Regions from separate parts of the Anser cygnoides genome. Here region 1 is linked to region 2. Evidence: chromatin contacts called from public Hi-C data. All regions are on one chromosome and are shown on one strand. The core of a region is the stretch at or near the end of the contact, and the rest is flanking DNA. Distances in the headings are between cores, read along the strand shown.

Region 1 (5,761 bases), core at 2,388-4,887, 390 kb after region 2:
GGCGCTGCCGCCCCCGGCCCCGCGCCCGCCGAGCGCTGCCCGTGGCCCGCCGGTGGCCCCATTGTGCGGCCACGCGTCCCGCGTCCATCACGGCCGGGATAAATCACACCGGGCTGACCCCCCCCCCCCCCCCCCCCCCCCCGGCCCCCCGCCGCCCAACCCCGCCAACACACACTTTTTGGACAGGAAAATTTTGGACGGAGGAGCGGAGGGCGGTAGGGGTGGGTTCCCCTGGCTGTCCCCTCCGAGGTGACCGTCCGCGGGATGGAGAGGGGTTGGGGTCATGCGTGCTGCAGTCTGGGAGGCGGACCCCCCCCCGGAGGCACGGGGGTGCAGACGCCTCCCCGTCCCCATCCCGGTCCCCATCCCGGTCCCCGTCCCTGTCCGGCACCCGTCGGCCGCGGTCGCGGGGACACAGTGCCACCTCCTGGCCACCCGCGGGGGTAGCGGGGCTGGGCAGGGGACAGCCCGAGGCATTTGCAGGAGCGGGTGGCGAGCCCGGCTCTGCCAGGAGCGGGGAACATGGCCCGGAGGTTTTGCAGCCGGAGGGTGGGAGGATAGGAGTCTCGGTTGGTGCCTAAGGGGAGCTACAGCACCGGGAGACCTCTGGGAAATCCATAGGGAACATCGATCGGGGACACCCCTCTGCCTTATTCACATACCCTCATTCAATCCTCATTTGGGAATTTTTCAACAGCTTCTAGAAAAGCCCCTCTCCATCGCTCACTGCTCTCTCAGCCCGATGGGGACATCCCGAACCCGCAGGGAGCCGCAAGTCGAGGATAGTCCTGGTGTCCTTGCATCCCTGCCCAAGCCAGAAAACACAGAGCTCTGGGGAAGCCGCTGCTCTCCAAACGCTGCCTAAAGGCAGAAGGGGGAGAAAGCAGTCTGAAAAGCAGCCAAAGTCTGTGGCCCTTTGAACTTGCGGCATGCCGTCCAGGGAACCAGCCAAGTTTCAGTGCAAAGAGCCTTTTTAGTTGTGGCTGAGCAGCACAGCCAGGAATGGCTGTGTGTGGGGTATGCATTTCTGGGGGATGGAAGGTATTTTCAGATGGAGGCAATGAGGGACATCGGTGCCTACCTGCACATGGTTGGAAGGGAAGGAGTGGGGTTGCATGGTGCTGCAGCAAGAGCCCAGAGCAGGACCAGCAGAGCCCAAGGCTCAGGTGCTCACCCAGGGGCTGAGGAACCAGAGCTGTGGGGCAACTTGAAATGCAAGTGGGAAATTCCAGTTAGCAATGTCACGGCGGGGCAAAGAACCTGCACTTGGTAGGCAGAACTACATCTTCAAAGAGAGCTCAGGCAATTTGGATTCAGAAACGGTCCAAAGTAACCAGAACTGATGCAATCGTGTTCATGCTGCAATGGCATTGGAGTGAATGCTAACTTGTGCATGCATGCACACACAAACTCACACACTACTTTGCTCCAAAACAAGAGAATTTGGGAATTCCTCCTAGCAAGAAGGAGCTTTGCTTCCCTCAGCCAGTGTCTTTTGCTACCAGGCAATTTCTGAAGGTCCAAGCTGATTAAACAGTAAACCAGTGGCTACACACTAGGGATATCATTATGATTATGTAGCAATAAGAATAAGAGATAAGCTTGCAATATAAATAAAAAAACAGTGTGTGGGAGGAGTCAAGAAAAATTACAAGGATTTGGCATGAGCAATATTTAGTGTATCTAGTATTTCACTTTACCTTGTCTTTATTGTCAAGGTAGAGTGAACAGAAAGTGCAAAACATAAGAAAAGGGGAGGAGAGGGATGGAAGAAAGGAAAAAGACTCAGTGCATGTAAAAGCCTCAGAGAAGGAAAAAAAAAGAACAAATATTAGTAGAAAGAGAAAAACAAAGAAAAAGGAAGGCACAAATGATTGAAAAAACAGATTATGACTTTGGATGACATAGCTATTTTGGTCAGACTTAGGACATGTATCTAAGTGTTTTAAAATCTAGTTGAAAAACATACCGTGTAGAGAGGCATGGCACGTGGACAAAGCAAAAAGCAAACAAGAACAGTTACTGGAAGCTGTCCTGCCCTACACAGGGACTACTATAATCAGTGTTATCACCATCCTCATCTCACTTTTTTTTTTTTTTTTTTTTGTGAGGTGGCCTTCAATGCCCCTATCATCGACAGAACTCTGCTGGGTGCTGCATGCACAAACACGGGACACAAAACGTTGCCTCCCATAGTGAACCTGCTGACTGAACAGTTCAAAAACAGTAGTTTTAGTACTGCTGGCAGGTAACAAGGTCAAGCTGCCTTTCACCTACTGGACCATCTCTCCTTGCCCCAACCTGATGCTTTGGTGCCAGCAATGTCCAGGGTGGCACGTGTATATCATATTTGGCTGCCTACCTTGGCTGCTAGCCCATAATATAGGATTGCAGTTCACCTCAGAAAGTCACTTTCTACCACTGCATATGGCCATATGATGGACAAACAAGAAGTTTCTCTGAAAAATGTGTGTTTTGTGTCCAAAGCTCTGAGTTACTGCAGATGTACATCATACAGTGCATAATTTCACTGGGCTGGATTCTGAGTTGATGGTCATGGGGTTGAACATGGGTTTGGACTAAGATTCTTGCAAGTGGCTCCCTACTGATCAGATTTCCAGCTACTGGATTTCATAATTACAAATAATTCATGGTAAGTCTTGGTTAAAATTCATCAGTCTGAATTTGTTCTGAGCATGCAGTAGAGTTTCCCTCAAGGCTCAAATAACTGTGAAGGGCTGATTCTTCTGTTCCACAGAATTTATCTTCATCAGAAAAATGCAGCAAGATTACCTGCCGTGACATAGCCTGTCTTGGTGTAGACTTCAGCCTTCCAAATAACAAAATAGATCTTGACCATTCTCTTTTTTTCCTTTTCACCTGCCCTCTAGTATCAGGCTATAACTTTCCTTCATTCCTTCAATCTCTCTGGTGACTCTTTCCAAACCAAGTGTTGGCTGGTTTGTACCAACCCTTTACTAACCATTTCCAAATTCATTCATGTTCCCCCTCTTCCCATTGTAGCTCTCCATGGTTGATATACCTAAAAACACATGCGCACCTTCTGCATTTCTTCTGCCTCCTCCCTGCTCCTTTTCTTCCTTTACCTCCTTCCCTTTCTCCATGTTGAGATCCATATCCCAGAGCAAGGTTCACAAAGTTAACACCTGTTTAATGCTTTATACTGGGCCTCTGTTGTCTCCAGTGCCTGGTGTGCGGAGCTGTCCCCTGCTCTCTGACCTCTTGGATGCAGCCCAAAGGGCCTCACTAAAAGGCAAACAGTCCAGCCGCTGCTGAGTTGTGCCCCGTGTCTGGCACGCAAAGAGAGGTTCCTGGAGAACATCTGATCTCCGATCACGTGGAAGGGAAACCCACTGGTCGCTAAACACACACACAGCCAAAGGAACAGACAAGGGGGAAGGCTGAACCCAAGTCAAAGCATTGACGTGCAGGAACGAAAGCAGCGGCTGACATTGATCTGTGGAAGACAGGCTGCTAATTCAAAGCATGCTGCTTGTCCACGTTGGGCACAGATAGAAACAATGTGCTGGAGTGCCGCTGCATGCTGGGGGGGACCGAAGGGGCTGGCTTGTCCGTGTGCCAGGGCTGGGTGGGTGGGGGGCGTGGAGGGAGAACGCCCTCTTGGCACAGCATCTGGGGGGAGGGAGCTGGAGGAGGGGATGGCTTTGCCTCGCTTCCTCTACTTTAAATACCTTTGCACGGAGCTCTGGCCACCACAGTAAGGTCAGAAGGCTTCACCCGCAGCCTCCCTGTGTGGGCATTGCCGCCTCCACAACATGGACGCACAGCACTGCAAGATGAACGGCGACCCTTTCCAGGTAAGCTTGAGGGGCCTGTGTGCCTGCTGTTCACAGGGAGTCCCTCCATGCCCCCCCATGCTTGCAAATCTTGTTTCCCATTCTCTAAGATGTCCAAGATGGGAGGAAACAACGCGTCTGTCTCAACCGTTTGTGGTGCTTGGTTGCCACCATTGTCCCCTTTGGCAGCCGGCGTGCTTGTCTGGAGTTAATTGTACTCACAGATGTGCGGTGAGAGCAAAAATGAAAACATTTTAACAGAGGAAAGGAAAGAGAGGCAAGAGATCAGGGTCAGGGGACCTCTGTAAATGTATCCTTGCATATATGGCAAATAGAAGAAGCAGCAGAAAAGAGCAGCAGATAATTAGAGGTCTCTTAAACCTGTGTGATGAGCGCAAGCTGTCTTCTGTTTAGGGAAAGCTGCTGAAATTATGCACTCTTCTGGTGGAGCTATTTGTTAACTTTTAGCACTCTGACATATATTCTACCTCCCCCCCACTTTTTTTTTTTTTTTTAGATGTTTACTGACTTACTTTGAACTCTTTGTTTTGGAAAATACAGGAAAGTACTGAAACCCATGACTTTCGATTACAGGCACTATAGATACTGTAGGAGCAAGTGACGTAATTTGAGGCCAGCATGGTTAATTATTAGGACTGAATTCTGTCCTGCGCAATGCCTCTGAAGCTGGGGACAAGCTGTGGAAGATGTGAAAAAACGAGCTTCATTTCCTACAAATCTTTTTAGGTACAGAGCAGCCAAGGAAGCCTGGTTTCCTACTGCTTCGTGTGCTGAGGCTGAACTCCCCTAGAGATACGCTACTGTTCCACCTTGCTGTTTCTCCAAGTTGTCTAATTGCTTGATCCCAGTGAGATCTGTGGGAGCTGAGCATCTAGCTACCTTAAGAAACTGACTCTAAATGGCTTGGAAACTAGTTTAATTTTTAGGAGTAACTTCAGAATCTTATTTTCATTGAAATATTTTTTCCATTTTTTTCTATACTATTTCTATACTATTTTGTGTATTTTACTTTCTCTGAAACTACAGAAAAAACTTCCTCTAGCTTCAGCAGTGTTGGAATTCACTCTGAATGTTTAAACAACTCAGAAATGAGTTTGAAGGCTGACAGGTCTGTATTATTGACCTCCCAAACTGCCATGTGTCAGAAAGACAATATCAATCTCTGTGTGAAGTAGTTAATTAAGAACATAGATTTGCATTGCACTCAGGCAAACTGTCCCTGCATCTACACATCACTGATGTAAGAGACTGTGCTATGTCCAGAAATGGTTGTCTGTATTTGTCAACTGGTTCTTATACACTTACAGGTCAGATATGCATGTCATATAGACAGTGTTTCAATGACAATGAAACAATTTGTTCAACTCTTAATCACAATCACAGTAGTAAGAGTAGAATTGTCCCAAAGCTGCATTTCATCTCTATATAAGAGATTGAGAGACAAGAAATTAGAATTCGGACTGAGAACGGATTAGCCATGATCAACAGTTAAAAAATATGCATATATATGACAAAAAGCTCAGCAATAGATGTGAGTGCCTGCGTTTGTGTTGATGTATTGGCTCCAGTGTCTATTAATGTATATTGCCTCCATACATATTGATAAGATCTGGGTACCTGTCAGGAAAATAATGGTTTTAGTCTTCTTTCCTCTTGCACTGAAAGCCTCCACCTCTGTGGACAGACTTAGGCATGCACTGACTTTTGTACAAAGACCATCCCAGTGATCTACATTCACATGCAGATGTGCAAAAAGTTAAGCAACTGTCATCATGTTTGCAGGATTAGTGCCTACTGCCTTCTGCAACTTTTTAGCACAACATAAACCAATTTGCAAGAGTGGGAAAATGAGTGAGAATGGCCTAAAAGTGGCCCATCTCAGCATATCAAGGCTAGTGACCAATGAGAATCTATCACTGTAT
Region 2 (5,927 bases), core at 2,491-4,990:
TCACATTTTTTATGACCACATGCTATCCTTTGCTACTCTGGGAGGCCACTGTACTCAAATTTTAAGATCTTCATAGCTTTACATTTTACCTTTAACAAAACACCAACTTTGATCAGATTGGGTGACGTCAAGTTAGTGCTACACCAAGAAAACGTTGCAAGAACAATCCTTGAAGTTCAAATGCTGCCCACTATTGAGAAGGACACCTAACCATGCTTAGGAGCTTACCAAAGCTTCCAGATACCAATCAAAGCATGTGAAATAAAGATTGTTTCCTAATATTTTGCAGTTTTGCTTCTTTGGGTAAAAAAATTGAGTTCTTAAAACCAAGCTCCTTCAAAATTTGTGATCTTAGCACAAATTCATGCCTTGAGTGGTAAGTAGCTAGCAAAATACTAGCCAGTTCTTCCTTTCCACTGAATCTAAGCAGCCAAAAACAGTAAAAGTTTAGAAAGTTAGACTAGTAAAAATTCTAGACTATGCCCTCCCTTCTTGAAATATCTGGCCCTTGAAAGACCATGAGCTATGAAATACAGCTCAGCGTACAATGCTCTGTTAAATACACTTACCTTGCTGCTCCACACATATATGGGGAAGTTTATGAATTGTGAGTATTTCTTGACAAGGTTTTTAACAGTATCCAACTCAAGATAATCAGATGCTTCTTCCTTCAAGACAAGGCTAAAAGAAAATACAGGAGTAAGTGCTGGACTAGTAGTTTAAAATTGTTTTACTGGAGGAGACTCATCTTTCCACTGTTGCAGCTCTAGGGACCCAGAATTATTCAACTGCAGCTCAACTAGCAAATGCTCAGGTATCTCTTCAAAAATACAGTCTCTATTAAAACTACTTAAATCATATGGAAAACCACCTTTTTTTTTTTTAAAATGGGGTCATAACACATCTGTAAATCTAAACAAAAACCTCTCATCAACAGTGATCAGGACACTTTGATGCACTGTGACAGCATTTGGACCCAGAGGGCCAAGACAAACATTTTCCTGCCAATGAAGGTCATTGTCATGCCAATGCCCTACCTTTCAGTAGTAAGGAGCCCTGAGAAATGACTGAAGGGCTCCTCTAAAGCCCAGATCAAAGAAATTTATGTGCACATGAAAGTGGAAAAAAATAGGGCTGTCAAACTACATCTAACTTCAAAGTCACATCAGGCCAGTCTGACTGGTGTATTAACAATCACCTGTTTCCAAGAGAAGGCTCTACAACCCTGTAGACATTTTGTTGTACCACAACTGCATCGAGAAACTGAATGAATCTACAGGCTGATGAAGCCTGAAATTGCTTGCCAACAGTTAGTTGTCAGTATGCTCATTGTTTTTTTCATTCATCTAACAGAATAAAGAACTGTATTACTACATTACCAGTCCACATTCTGCATGCAGTTAATAGTTTGGACATTTCTGTTAAACTGAAAACATCCATACTTCAAGAATCAAACACCACATGTAGTCGCAATGCCAAAGTCATCCACATATTCCAGTGAAAAAGACTTATCTACAAACCATTTATTTTTTCCAAGGAAACTTAGTACTTACGTTATGGTTGTGCCACGTCCTAAAGTGTTTCCTCTTGGGTCATCAATCACAGAGAATTCGTTTGAATCTGACTCCCAAATGTGCTGAGTATCATTGTTGTGTTTTGATGTGACAATAACTCTGTCTGCTACTAAGAAAGCAGAATAAAAGCCAACACCAAACTGGCCAATTAACTCAGATGTTGACTGGCTATCATCCTGCATTTCAGTCATCTTGTTTAAGAATTCACTTGTACCAGACTTGGCAATGGTACCCAGGTTTTTAATCAACTCCTCTTTTGTCATGCCAATACCCGTATCGGTAACATGAAGCATGTTCTTCTCTTTGTCACACTAAAAAAAAAAGAAAAAGATTAAGTTTGACTTTATTTTAAATCTCACTACCTAATACACTTATCATGGAAGAGTATTAAGGAGACTTGGTCCTAACGTAATCCTAATTTGTATTTGCATCAGTACTGGGCAATAAATTGAATAACATAATGATGCACTGTCTTCTTACATTCCTGCCACTGCTCTTCAGTAAGAGACAACGTATCTAGTATTTCTTACCTTGATTTTTACAGTGAGCTCCTCGTTACCAGCAAGAGCATTTTCATCAGTCAAGGATATTAACCGTATCTTATCTAAAGCATCCGAAGCATTTGAAATAAGTTCTCTCAGGAAAATCTGAAACAGAATCCAGCTGTCAGGAATTCAAGAATATAGATGAACAGTTCTAGCACGTTCTACTGACACAGGTACTAACCTCTTTATTTTTATATAAAGAATTGATGATAAGTTTCATCATTCTATTAACTTCTGCTTGAAATGCAAACTTCTCAGATTTTTCTCTGATTTCTTTGATCTGGGATGCATTTAGGCCATCTAGCTGGATAGCTTCTTCCTCTCTGTAAAGATAATGAAAAACTGTCAAATAACCTTGCCTACGTATGGTTTCCACTAATTGTCTAGCAACCACAGCAATGGTCTAATTAGAGAAACAGTAACTTTTAACTGACACTGATAGCCCAAATGTGGTGATCAAATGACATTTGCGAGACTTGCTATCATCAAGTGCATAGCCACAATCTAAAATGCAAGTGAAAATCCATGATTGCAAGTAAGACTATTTTATTATGAAGTTGAGGGACAAACAGAGGTATATTACAGCTACTGCAATGCTCAACGTGAGGTATATTTCAAAGGATTTGAAGCAATTCGTTGGTGTAGAGCTATTCAACCAGTGGGCACTAACCTCCACAATTTACCACATGCAGTTACATGCAAAAATACCCCCCATTTATTTATTGCTCCTTACAGAACTGACAGTACAGGACAAAAACAAGTTAAATACTTCAGAGTCCAAGTTCTCAGTCTTACCTCCATATAAAAGGCAACAATCTTCCTTTGATATATTTTATTTTTAACATCTGACTAGGTTTCTTTTTGCATGTTACTCCCCCACACCCCAACCTCTGCCATTTTAAGCATTACTGATACTAAAATTGATTTTTTGAAAAGCAACAGAACCTCCTGATGCTTTAAAGGCTGCTTACCCAGCACCCCACCTACTAACCTCTGAACAACTTCATCGTCAGTCCGGGACCCTTCCCTGCTTTTACCCAAGTCATCCTCCACGGTTGCATCCACACCCACCTCCTCAGCGCTAACGGACGCTGGACAGAAAGAGACAGGCAGCAAGCTGAGCCCCCCCGGTGTGTCGCTACCCAAATTGTCGGCTCCCCCCCCCCAAACCCATGCCCCCCCAACCTCCCACACGCCCCCCGCCCACCTGCTGGGGTGGAATAAAGCCCAGAAACGAAGGGAGGAGCCCCCCACCCCCCGGGAGCGTGCCCAGCGCCCCTCTCCCCCTCACTTCTCGCCGAGCGGGTGCCCCCAGCCCCCCCCCCCCCCCCCCCTCCCCTCAGCCTCCGCCGCCAGAAGGTTCCAGAATGCGGCCGGCGGGGGGTGTGTGTGTGGGGGGGCACTCACCGGCCAGCAGAAGCGCGCAGGCCAAAGCGAGCGCCCAGGCCGACCTCATGGCGACACGGGCCGCGGTGGCAGAGAAGAGCGCGGCCCTGCCCTACCGGTCCCTCACGTAACCGGCCCCGCCGCCGCCGATCGCGCTGGCGCAGCCGCGGCCCTCCCCCTCCGCCTTATCAACGGCGCCCCTCCGCAGCGCGAGGGGGGCTCCCGGCGGCCGGCCAATCGCGGCGCCCCACGCCAAACACGCGGCCAATGGCGAGCCGGCGGGGGCGGGGCGCGAAGCCGCGGCCGCCAATCCCGGCTTTCCATGTGCGGTTTCCTGCGGACGGAGCGTGGCCGGCGTCGGTTGGCCGGCCGCAACGCCGCCCGGCCAATCGTTTGGGCGGAGGGGCTTAAGGGGCGGGGCCGGCGGCTCTTTTTCGACCAATCAGGCGTCGATGCTTGGCGCCCCGGCCGCGTAGGGCGCGTCCGCGTCCGGCAGCGGTGCGGCGGGTCCCCGCGTGGGCAGCGCGGCCCCGACGGCTTCCGGGGGCACCCGGGATGTTTACCGGGGACACGGTTGCCGCGGCAACGGGCGCTTCCGGTCGTGGCGGCGCCGGCGGGCCTCTCCCGTCAGCCCCGAGGGCCTCCTCTTCCGCCCCCTGCTGCTGGCGGGTGCGCGTGCGCGGTTGCGCCGCGCGGCATGCTGGGAGTTGTAGTCCTGGGTGGGGAGGGGGAGGAAGGCGCCCCCTGGCGGCGCAGCGCGGGGCGGGCCGCCATTACGGGGCCCGGCGGCGGGCTTGTGATGGCCTCGGCCCCCCTCTTCCTGCCTCACGCGGCCTTGAGGGGACAGTGTTCGTGGGGGTCACGGAGCCCTAGAGTCACTGAGAAAACAAAAAACAAACACAAACAAACAAAATAAAAACTTGTAAAAGACCTTCATGATCCTTCTGTCCAACTGCCCACCCACCACCACAAACCAACCACCGATCTGTGTCCCTAAGCACCACATCCACACGTCTCCTGAATATCCCCAGGGTTGGCAACTCCACCGCCTCCATGGCAGCCTGTTCCGATCCCTGACCACCCTTTCCGTGAAAAAATTCCTCCCGATACCCAATTTAAACCTCCCTGGTACAAAAAGCAAGCTGCAATAAAACGAGCTGGGTGCTTAGCGGGTCCCCGTGTTTTCTGGCTTTCTAGTGCTCATCACAACAACCACCCTCGAGAGGGCTTATTCTGACTCCTTAGTCTGCCCTTGGGGCTGTTGTTTATTTATAATGTCCCGCCTCGCCAGAGTTGCCAGGTTATCCTGTTTGCCCTGGCTCCAGAAAATCACGTCTGAAAATTACGTGCAGTTTTCCAAGTGGCCATGGTGATGAGTGTGGTTGGAAGAAGGACATCATTGTCAGCTCGAGGCCGAGAGCGTTGGTTCCCTTCCTGCCTGGGGATCCCTGCCCGCTGCAGTGCTGATGGTGCCTGCCTCAGCTGCCGCCACGAGTGGCTGACGTGGGGGGACCCACGAGCATGCACATACCCAGCTCCTGCGGTGACAATGACAGAGAATTGAATGTGAAAATCAGCTAGAGTTTGTGAATTTGAGTAAAAGTAGGCCCCATGTTCAGAAGGCTGGATATTCCCATCCCTGACAGCTGACAAGTAATCAAATCTAATGCACCTATATTTGTATGTTAATAAGATACTTGAAGTGTCAAAGCCTCACTTTGCTTTCCTGAGGAAGTTACTCTGCCAAAATGTATGTCAGAATGACTAGGAAAATATGTCCAGGAGGATTCAGTGTCAGGATTATATGTAAAAATCTGACAGGTTTTCATGAAGGCCTATTTGAACTCAGAGAATTATGTTACAAATACTTAATTGGAAGTACAGTTTTGTCACTCTCAAATGGACAAAGTTTGTCTTTTCTAAAACTCACCTATAAGCAGTTTCAGGATTTGATTTCCTAATAATGTGTATATTCCTAGAGGGAGGTATGTTGCTCAATGACTGCATAGGCATTTAATGTCCGTGCATATTTGCAGAGTAAACTTATCTCCAACTTGTAGAACTCTTGCCTTAACATGTTTTGTGACAGTTTTGTTATAGTAGTTATTTTCTTGGCAGTGGGAAAATGTAATGCTTCATTGCAATCTTTTTGAACTTTGGCAGCTGGAGTAGCAGAAATGCAAACCAATTCTGTTGTTGACTATGTTAAACCAACAGAGATTTTAGATTAAGTTTGTTGAAATCCAAATCTTGTTGATTACTTTACTCTTATTATTATACAGTGCAGACTTTTATTTTTATTTTTTTACTTTTTGAAGGAGACATGAAATCTGATAAATCTCTGTTTCTATTTTATGCTTCAAATTTAGAGGTCAAGACTAGCCTTGTTTGCTGCATATAGATTACACTGTTTGCTTTCTTT

Evidence for each region. Hi-C and Micro-C count contacts between places; a contact is called where the count stands out from the background.
Region 1: a Hi-C map of liver shows a contact between it and region 2, with 3 times the contacts expected there. The contact joins the promoter of PAH here to the promoter of HSP90B1 in region 2. A contact is called at or near these places in 2 of 7 Hi-C or Micro-C datasets (both in liver).

What each region holds. Positions count from the first base shown.
Region 1 is chr1:59,970,267-59,976,027 of Taihu_goose_T2T_genome, forward strand. PAH (phenylalanine hydroxylase) reads left to right here and starts at 3,638. Exons shown (of 14, transcript XR_010831701.1): 1 at 3,638-3,839.
Region 2 is chr1:59,576,359-59,582,285 of Taihu_goose_T2T_genome, forward strand. HSP90B1 (heat shock protein 90 beta family member 1) reads right to left here and starts at 3,741. Exons shown (of 18, transcript XM_048057380.2): 1 at 3,527-3,741; 2 at 3,111-3,210; 3 at 2,301-2,442; 4 at 2,105-2,221; 5 at 1,554-1,885; 6 at 570-681. The coding sequence starts at 3,575.